Linked DNA regions of Mus musculus: regions 1 and 2 are each linked to region 3. A link is a contact called in public HiChIP or PLAC-seq and Micro-C data. All regions are on one chromosome and are shown on one strand. Each heading gives the region's core, a stretch centred on a gene start, on an enhancer-like site or on the middle of the called end of the contact. The rest is flanking DNA. Distances are from core to core; before and after follow the strand shown.

Region 1 (2,700 bases), core at 129-2,628, 170 kb after region 3:
TGCAGCCAGTGGAACCTAAGTGGAGCCCTCCACACAGCTGTACACCTGTCCTTACAGTGGCTGACATCCCAGGAACATATCCCAAGGCCTGGAAGGCCAGCCCTCTGCAAGTATCCCAGGGTTATATGGACAGCTTCTCGTCTACCACCTCCTACAATTAACACTAAAAACAACAACAACAACAACAACAACAACTTTATTTGACTAATCACCTAGAAGAAAGTTAGTTTGAGAATGATCTTCATTTAGTTGTGTGTTTGAAAAAGTCAGTCTCACGGCGTGAAGTCTAGTGCATTGCTTGGTACAGCATCTTAACTGAGAGATACCAAGGGGAAGAAGTGGCCAGTCTATCCCGTGGCCTCAGGAGAGCGTCAGGTTCTATAAGAGGCAGGCAGGCTTCAGTGATGGCAAGCAAGTCAGCCCTTCCATCCTGATGAGCAAACATATTCAGAGCGTAAAATCAGAAACTAACAAGATCCAACTGCCCGACTGCTCTTTCTCATCCTCTTTGATTCTGCAGAGACAGGGTCTCATAAAGACCAGGCTGGCTTTGAATGCACCTTGCAGCCAAGACTGATCATGAACCTGTCATCTTCCTGCTCCTACCTGCCAAGTGCTGGGATGTCAGACCTGACTTCTGTGGCACTGGGGATGGAATCCAGGGCCTCCTTCACGCTAGAGAAGCATGCTGCCAACTAAGCTAGTGACACCCCAGCCCAAGTGGTCTCTTAAAACAAACGTCAAATAATAAACAGTACTTGCTTTCTCAATTGGTCATCAGGCCAGGCCAATGGGATCCCTTCCTCTGAGAAAACAACTCAAGACACGAAAGACTCGGAAGGAGGAACCAGCTCCCTTGTTCACTTTCCCCAGCAGCACCACTAACTGTGCATATGTTAGCACATTTTTAAAAGAGGAGAAATAAAAAACTGCAACTTAACCAGTGTGTGTGAAACAGAGCTGGAGAAACTGCACAGAGTGCTCCACAGATACTGGAGAACTCCACATCCACCAGTGTGCTCCACAGACACCGGGAGTGCTCCACATACAACAGAGTGCTCCCCAGATTCCTGCCATAGCTGTACAGGACCAGCAGACCTCTGGGTCTCCAAGCACTTTCCAAGGAAGAAACAACTAAGTAAGAGCAGAGAAGATGTAGAAGAAGAGAGAATCGTGCCCTCCTGAGCAGTGAGGCAGGAAAGCCTGCTTGTAACTCAGCCTTGTCAGACAGAACACAGAGCCTAAAAAGGCTCAATAGCCTTTTTATAAACCTATTGTGTGGAGAAGTTCCTAAAAATAGTGCGGCTCCCAGGCAGGCAGATCACAGGAGTAATGGCTGCATGCTAAGCTTCTCACAATAGACAAAGGACAGGAAAGGAGGGTAGGCTGCAGCTCCCTCAGGCTGGCTGCCTTCCTCGCTGGACACTCCCACAGGCTCTGTGTGCTCAGAGGGTGAACCGCGTCAGCCCTCACACCCTCTCCATGAAGATGAGAGGGCAGCAGGTGACATAGGGAAGTCAAGCCAGGACCCATGAGTCACATAGTCGTGGCCACTAAAGAGAACTTTCTCACTCTTTGAAGGCAATACCTGCAATATGACGATTACCGTGGTTCTTGCTAATTTTCTCTTGTGCCAAAGCAGCTTCTCCACCTCCACTGCCTGTCACCCAGGAAAGTCTAGGAATACAGATGCTGGCAGCTCACCAGTGATTTGGCTCTCAAATACCAAATACAGGATTTTCAAGTTTCTTAGAGGCAAGATGGTAAAGTGTTTGCAGGCCTGGTGACCACAGTTGGATTCTGAACCTATGTTAAGATGGGAAGACAGAACTGACGGTACAAGTTGTCCTCTGACCGCCACACACGCACTGTGGCATGAGGTTTCCCCTCTCTGATACATAGATTTTATTATTACATTGATTGCTTCCAGTACAACGATGCTTTAAAAAGTGTCTTGACTGAGCAGCTAAGAGCTTAAGGCAGCACTGGCCACCTGACCAGCCCAGCAAAGCAGGCAACAAAATACTTGGGTCTCAGGCTTGCCAAGCGCTGACCATGCAAGCCTGAGGACTTACCTGAGTTTGAGCCCAAGAACCGGAGTAGAAAAGCCCAGCATGAGAGCTCGCAGCTGGAGAGACAGTGACAACATATATGGTCACGGCTGGGAGACAGTGATAACACACACACAGCTCAGAGGCAGTCACAGGTGGGCCTCTGGTTCATTGACCAACTAGTTTATTTCTAAGAGAGTTTATCACCAGGCTAGTCAATAGTCTGTCTTAAAACAAACAAACCAAAAGCAAAACCATAAAAATTAAAATTAAAATTAAAAAAACCCATGGTGTATGGCACCTCAAGAGTGTAAGCACCTGAGGGTGGCTCTGTCCTCCATGTGAGCATATATACATGTGTGACTGCACTTAGAAATGTATATATGCGCATGCACACACGCCAGTCTAGAGTAAGCCATTATTAGTGTCGAAGCCATCACAGTCTACACAACCAAAAGATAATAGCACCAACCTTGTGGAGTGCACGAAGGGATTGAACAGACTTCACTCTGAGAAGCAGGAAACACATAACAAACTGAAAACTGAAAATCCACATTTCAATAGTCCTACATCCCTGATACTAACTTAGCATTCACATTTTCTTTTTTCAACACAGAGGTTAACATCTTTGCCATGAATTCTTATTATG
Region 2 (2,711 bases), core at 146-2,645, 180 kb before region 3:
TTTGAATCAGATGGCCAGTGATCATGGTTTCTCTTGCTAATGAAGCCCCATCTGGCTCAACAGCTCAGAGCCTAGCATTATTTCCCTTAACTCTTTAAATTTTCCTTATGAAGTATTTAATTTTTTATTTTAAGTTATGTATGGGGGTGGGGTTGTGCATGTTAGTGTAGTACCTGAGGAAGCCAGAAGAGGGTGCCAGATGACCCTGGAGCCGGTGATACAATTACCATGTGGGAGTTAGAAACAGGACTCATGGTTCTCTGTAAGAGCAGCTCCAGTTTTAACCACAGAGCCCCACTCACTCCCGGGCCCCTCCTCCCTCTTTTAGTATAAAATAGAGTTTGTTTGGGGGCATGGGGAGGGGGGGTGAGCAGGGAATAGAGGCTGAGAAAGAGGAGAAAGAGGGGACAGAGGACAGGGACACAGGGTGGGGTGGGATAGGGAGGAGAATTAGGGGCTGGCCAGGGACACTTGGAGAGCGGGACGAGGGGGAAGGGAAGAGAGGGAGAAAGAGATCAGAGAGAGCAAAGGGAGTCAGAGAGAGGAAAGGGTCAGAGAGTCTCTCTCTTTTTTGCGTGTTATTTTTGCGTTGGTCACGCAGAGGTCAGAGGGCAACCTTCAGGAGTCACTTCTCAGTCCACCTTTACTCGGCTCACGGAGCTTGCATGGGTTTCTGCCCACTGAACTACCTTCTCTTTCTCTTTAAGTTTTTCAAGACAGGGTTTCTCTGTAGCCCTGGCTGTCCTGGAATTCACTCTGTAGACCAAGCTGGCCTTGAACTCAGAGATCTGCCTGCCTCTGCCTCCCAAGTGCTGGGATTAAAGGCATGGGCCACCACTGCCCAGCCATCCCTCTCTCTCTTACAGGCCAAATCTTTTATTTATTCATTTGTTTGTTTTGCCACATGCAGCCCAAGGCTGTGTGTGGAGCACGCACAGTGAGGGGGGAGCTCCAGGGTCCCAGGCCCTGCAGGCTGGCTCATTTCGTCATGACTGACCGGAGCACGGTAGAGCTCCAGCAGACTTTTGTAGTCGATTTTTTTTAAGTCTTATGAATAAGAAAAACCAAAATGTTTCACAGTGTAAGCACTCAGTTTTTACACAAAACGGGGGAATGGATTCTATGGAAGAATCAAGGAGATGTAAACAGATTTGAGCAAATCTAACCCAACGATGTTTTCATTTGAATGGTGCGTGAGCCCTTAAAGCCATTAATATCTTTATATAAAAAAAAAGCGCTGTGCAGTATTTGTGAATCTCATCATTGTTACTTCACTAAATACTTTCAAGATGATGAATAAAACATAAACAAGCGGAACGGGAGATTGTTACAGGAGACGACTGAACTGCAGATGGCTCGCGCTGGGGAATCTTTGTGCTCCGTTCATGATAGTATTATGCTGGGTCAGCCACCCTCTCCCTGTGGGTTTGCTCGCCTGTGTCTGAGGCTGAGGAGGTGTGGCTTTAGATCACTCAAATGAACCATCCAAGAGTTGGTAAGAAGAAATAAAAAATGTATTTCAGGGACCAGGGGATAGTTTAATGGGGAAGAGCAAGCATTCTTGCAGAGGACCCATGCTTGCTCCTCAGTTCTCATGGAGTGACACCCCCTTCTGACCTCTACAGGTAATGCACTCACATGTACATGCATACAGAGGCATATGTGCATCCACGTAATTAAAACTAAAAGAAAACAAATTCCTGTGTGAATTAAAGCTTCCACGGATTGGAATGTAATAAAACCGAGTCATAGTCTGGGTTCAGCTGCTTTTGGATCTTGGGAAACAGCAACTCAGAAGGAACGCTGTGTCCAAGGTCAAATGTAGCTCAAGCGAGCAGGAAAGGCAGGTCTGGGTCTGCGTGGGCACAGTGCTCCATAATCTTTTCAGTCTTAAGCCAAATACCTGTTTCTTAGGTTTTAAAATGGAAAAACGAAAACAAAAAGACCAACAATCATGTGAGCGATTTGGGGGAGAGGGTTATACACACCCTGAATGCAGTGCCCCCAGAAGCTAGAAGAGGGCATTGGATCCCCTGGGACTGAAGTTCCAGGCACTGTGAGCCACCAGGTATGGGTACTGAGAACAGAACTCAGGCCTTTTGTAAAAGCAGTACATGTATTTGATTGCTGAACCATCTATGCAGCCTATAGATAAAATATCTTAAGGGGAAACTAGGAAACGAGCAACATCTGAGTTTAGGTTTGCACGCCCACGTGAGTGGGGGTCAGGGTCAGAGGTCAACCTTGGTTGCCGTTTCTCAGGCACCCTCAACTTTGTTTTAAGATCTTCCCTAACCTGGGATTTACCTATTTGGTTAGACTGGTTGACCAGAAGCCTCGGGGATCCTTCTGTCTCTGCCTCCACTGGGATTACAAGTGTCTCATCTCACCCGGCTTCTTATGTGGGCTCTGGGGATTGAACTCGGGCCCTTGTGCTTACCACTAAGCTATATCTGTACCCCAATATAAAACATTTTTAAAATGTGATTTCTAACAGTGGCTGGAGAAAGCCGTGTCGGGATGGACAAGCAGCTCTTAGGCTCAGGGATGTGAGCCCTCTTGTTCTTCCTAGCTTCTTTATTAGGTGACGTCAGATCCTGCCAGGACATTGCTGTCCATTCACCGCTCCCTCTAGGGTTCTGCATGTGACTTCCTATTATCATTGTTGTTCTGAACTTGACCTTGGTACATGAGGACAGTCAGCTGCAAAG
Region 3 (2,700 bases), core at 10-2,509:
CCAGGGAGACCCGAGTGGCACCAGCTCATCCCAAATAGAGAGGACATCAACAAGCCAAAGGGAAGTGTTCGTCCAAGGAGTGAATGGGTGGCTCTGTGGAGATTGTTTACAGGAACAAGAGCACTCAAGGGCAGCCACGCTGACAGCAAGTCCCAGCCCAGTCAACTCTTTATTTCATACTTAATAGTGACTGACATCTTTGGGAGAGGAGGGAACTCGTGGGGGTATTTGGGAGGCCTTGTGCTTCCTTTGCCTGGTGAATTCTTCCCATTCCTCCATGCAGGAACATTAACAGACCAGATCTCATGAGGATCACAGCTATTCTACTTCAAGATGGCAAGGGTCCTGTCCAGCCTAGAGAAAGCATCTATATTATAATTATATAGTGTCATTATATTGCATATGTACACACATACATATATATGATATGTATTATTATAATGCACATGTGTTATACAATATGTATCACATGTGTAATATATTCATATATGCATGCAATATATTATTTAATACATGTATTATATGATATGTATTATACATGTAATATATATACGCATATATTATACACACATACATCTATTACACTTATATGCACCCTGCTATATATTCCACAAAGTCCAAGCCTTAGAAACCTGGTCCCCAGGGAAGCACTACCGAAAGGAGGAGATACTGAACACTCTCCTTTACTCTAGCATTAACCAAGTGACAGGTTGTTCAGGACTGGCTTCCTTAGCACCTTCACTTCCTCTGACCAGCTTGCCGTGTCTCACCATGTGACACCCTTTGCTTCATCATGAGCAGAGAAGACGTCAACCCCATGCTCCCAGCCTTCCTAGTTTCCATAACCAAGGACTAAATATATCTCTACCCCATATAAATTGACAAATTGCCCTTCTCGGGTACTCAGGCACCGCCACAGACATGCCCATCCTTGTAAACAAATGTCTGCCATACTTCTATGTTCCGGTCCAAATACTGAATGTCCTGGAATGATGTCAGATGAAGAGATACCTAGGGAGATCATGAACGTCTGTCTGTGTGAAGGGCCGTTGCCATGGCAACTCAGCACCCTTGGGCAGCCTCCTAATGAAGAGTTATTACTTCTTAGCTAAAACACGTCGCAAGGAATGGATGAGTCATCAACTTGTGGAGAGATACAACAAGTTATTTTTTTCTTCCAATTGCTCTAGGATGTAAACACACTGATCTATGTGTGACAATCTCTGCCCACGTCTGACTCACTCACCCGGCTCTTTCGTCACCGAGCTAGCAGAGGAAGGGATGAGAGGTCTCTATTGCCCCCCAGGGACCCTTCAAACATCTGTGGGTGGCATCCTGAGGCATTGGTCACATCCTGTGGCAACTTAGATGAAGTATTCTGAAAGAGGGTTCAGGCAAGAGAGTCTCTATAAAGCTAGCAAGCCTGGTTGTCTGGCAGCCACACTGCGCCTGTCAGGGATATTCCGTGGGCTGCTCTGAGCTCCACATCAGAGCCAGCCACTGTCCTCTCCTCAGCCTCCAGTAATCGGGCAGGAGAGAGGGATAAAAGATCAGAGAGGTGCTGAGCACTCTGGGCCTCTGAGCTGTGGAAAAGGCTTAGGTTTCTGTCTTGGGACCTGGAGATGTGTCTGATAGCCGAGAAGGTCACTCCCCTGGGTTCACTGCTGCTTCTAAATACCTGAGATGTCTTTGCCCTCCTCCCCTGGGATCCCAGACTTCAGGCCAGTGCCCGCACATAGATGATCACCCCACTGCAACATCCACAAGGCAAACCCCCAGAAATACCCCACATGCTCATGTGCTCCCTCGGGATTAAAAACTTTAACTCCACAAAACCATCAAGTCATCTTTGATTTGTGGGGAAGATTTTTCAGGCCGCATATTTGTCAGGCATAAAATATGTAAGGTAGTAAACCATAGGAAAATTATAATAAATAATTAAGAGAGTTCCCTCTTCTGCCCTGAAACCGCAGGACACTCGGAGGCAGGCTGAGGAGACGGCTGAGAAGACGAGCATTTATCTCGCCACTTTCTCCGGCACCCTGTTCTAGTTTTCTCTCTGCTGCTGTCATAAAACAGTTTGAGCATGGGTGAGGGGTGTGGGGAGCTTAGCAGTTCGGAGCACTGATTGTTCTTACAGAGGACCAGGGTTCAGTCCCCAGAACTACATGGTAGCTCACAACCACCCATAACACTAGTTCCAGGGGATCTGACAGCTTCTTCTGGCCTCCACAGGCATCAAGCATGCCAATGGTACACAGACACACAAGTAGACAAACATTCATTCACAAGAGGGGGGAGGGGTATTTGTACTGGAGTGGGTGGGACACAGAGAATTGCCTCTGGATAGAGAGGAGAGAGATGTGGCCCATAGGCAAATGGTGGTTTATAAAGGGAAAGAGGAAAGCCCCGCGTTAGGATGAAGTGTTTAACTTTAATTGAGCATGTTAATTAGGTGAGCCAAAGTGGGCTTTTGATTGCTGGACTTCAATACTTTGATTGCTGGTCCTTGATGGTCAGCCTCAGGAGGAGGAAGTTGCCAAATAAAGGAATAGACCTTGGTGGCTAGCTTTAGGAATCTAACTGGGTTTTAGCAAGGCAGAGGGAATGGGGGAGAAGATCAAGGTCTGCCAGAGCCATATTTGCCATGTTTGGGCCTGCTAGAGCCCCTTTGTATACAATCTCACGTGTGTGCACACA

What was found. Hi-C and Micro-C count contacts between places; a contact is called where the count stands out from the background. HiChIP or PLAC-seq counts read pairs in DNA pulled down with a chosen protein or histone mark.
Region 1: a contact with region 3 is called in an H3K27ac HiChIP or PLAC-seq map of trophoblast stem cells, with 9 read pairs. The contact joins two enhancer-like sites. A contact is called at or near these places in 1 of 15 datasets of contacts at CTCF or cohesin (stem cell-derived epiblast-like cells), 3 of 484 Hi-C or Micro-C datasets (the N1E-115 cell line, Sertoli cells and nephron progenitors), 4 of 115 datasets of contacts at active chromatin or transcription factors (epiblast stem cells, heart atrium, stem cell-derived epiblast-like cells and 1 more) and 1 of 9 other capture datasets (embryonic stem cells).
Region 2: a Micro-C map of granulosa cells shows a contact between it and region 3, with 2.6 times the contacts expected there. The contact joins two enhancer-like sites. A contact is called at or near these places in 1 of 15 datasets of contacts at CTCF or cohesin (stem cell-derived epiblast-like cells), 6 of 484 Hi-C or Micro-C datasets (the HL-1 cell line, adipose-derived mesenchymal stem cells, embryonic stem cells and 3 more) and 1 of 115 datasets of contacts at active chromatin or transcription factors (heart atrium).

Annotation. Positions count from the first base shown.
Region 1 is chr8:125,512,738-125,515,437 of GRCm38.p6, forward strand. All of the region lies in intron 2 of Sipa1l2 (signal-induced proliferation-associated 1 like 2), which reads right to left. Among named protein-coding and RNA genes, the nearest start is that of 4930566D17Rik, 8.2 kb to the right of the region's middle. Within about 2 kb of position 1,379, at least 97 of the 459 cell types and tissues checked have an H3K27ac peak or open chromatin away from gene starts, as enhancers often do. A contact at or near this core is called in trophoblast stem cells, where this site is marked.
Region 2 is chr8:125,165,801-125,168,511 of GRCm38.p6, forward strand. The region is part of intron 9 of Disc1 (disrupted in schizophrenia 1); the gene reads left to right. Among named protein-coding and RNA genes, the nearest start is that of Disc1, 110 kb to the left of the region's middle. Within about 2 kb of position 1,396, at least 4 of the 459 cell types and tissues checked have an H3K27ac peak or open chromatin away from gene starts, as enhancers often do. A contact at or near this core is called in granulosa cells, where this site is marked.
Region 3 is chr8:125,342,907-125,345,606 of GRCm38.p6, forward strand. No RefSeq gene overlaps it. Among named protein-coding and RNA genes, the nearest start is that of Gm30713, 42 kb to the right of the region's middle. Within about 2 kb of position 1,260, at least 101 of the 459 cell types and tissues checked have an H3K27ac peak or open chromatin away from gene starts, as enhancers often do. A contact at or near this core is called in granulosa cells and trophoblast stem cells, where this site is marked.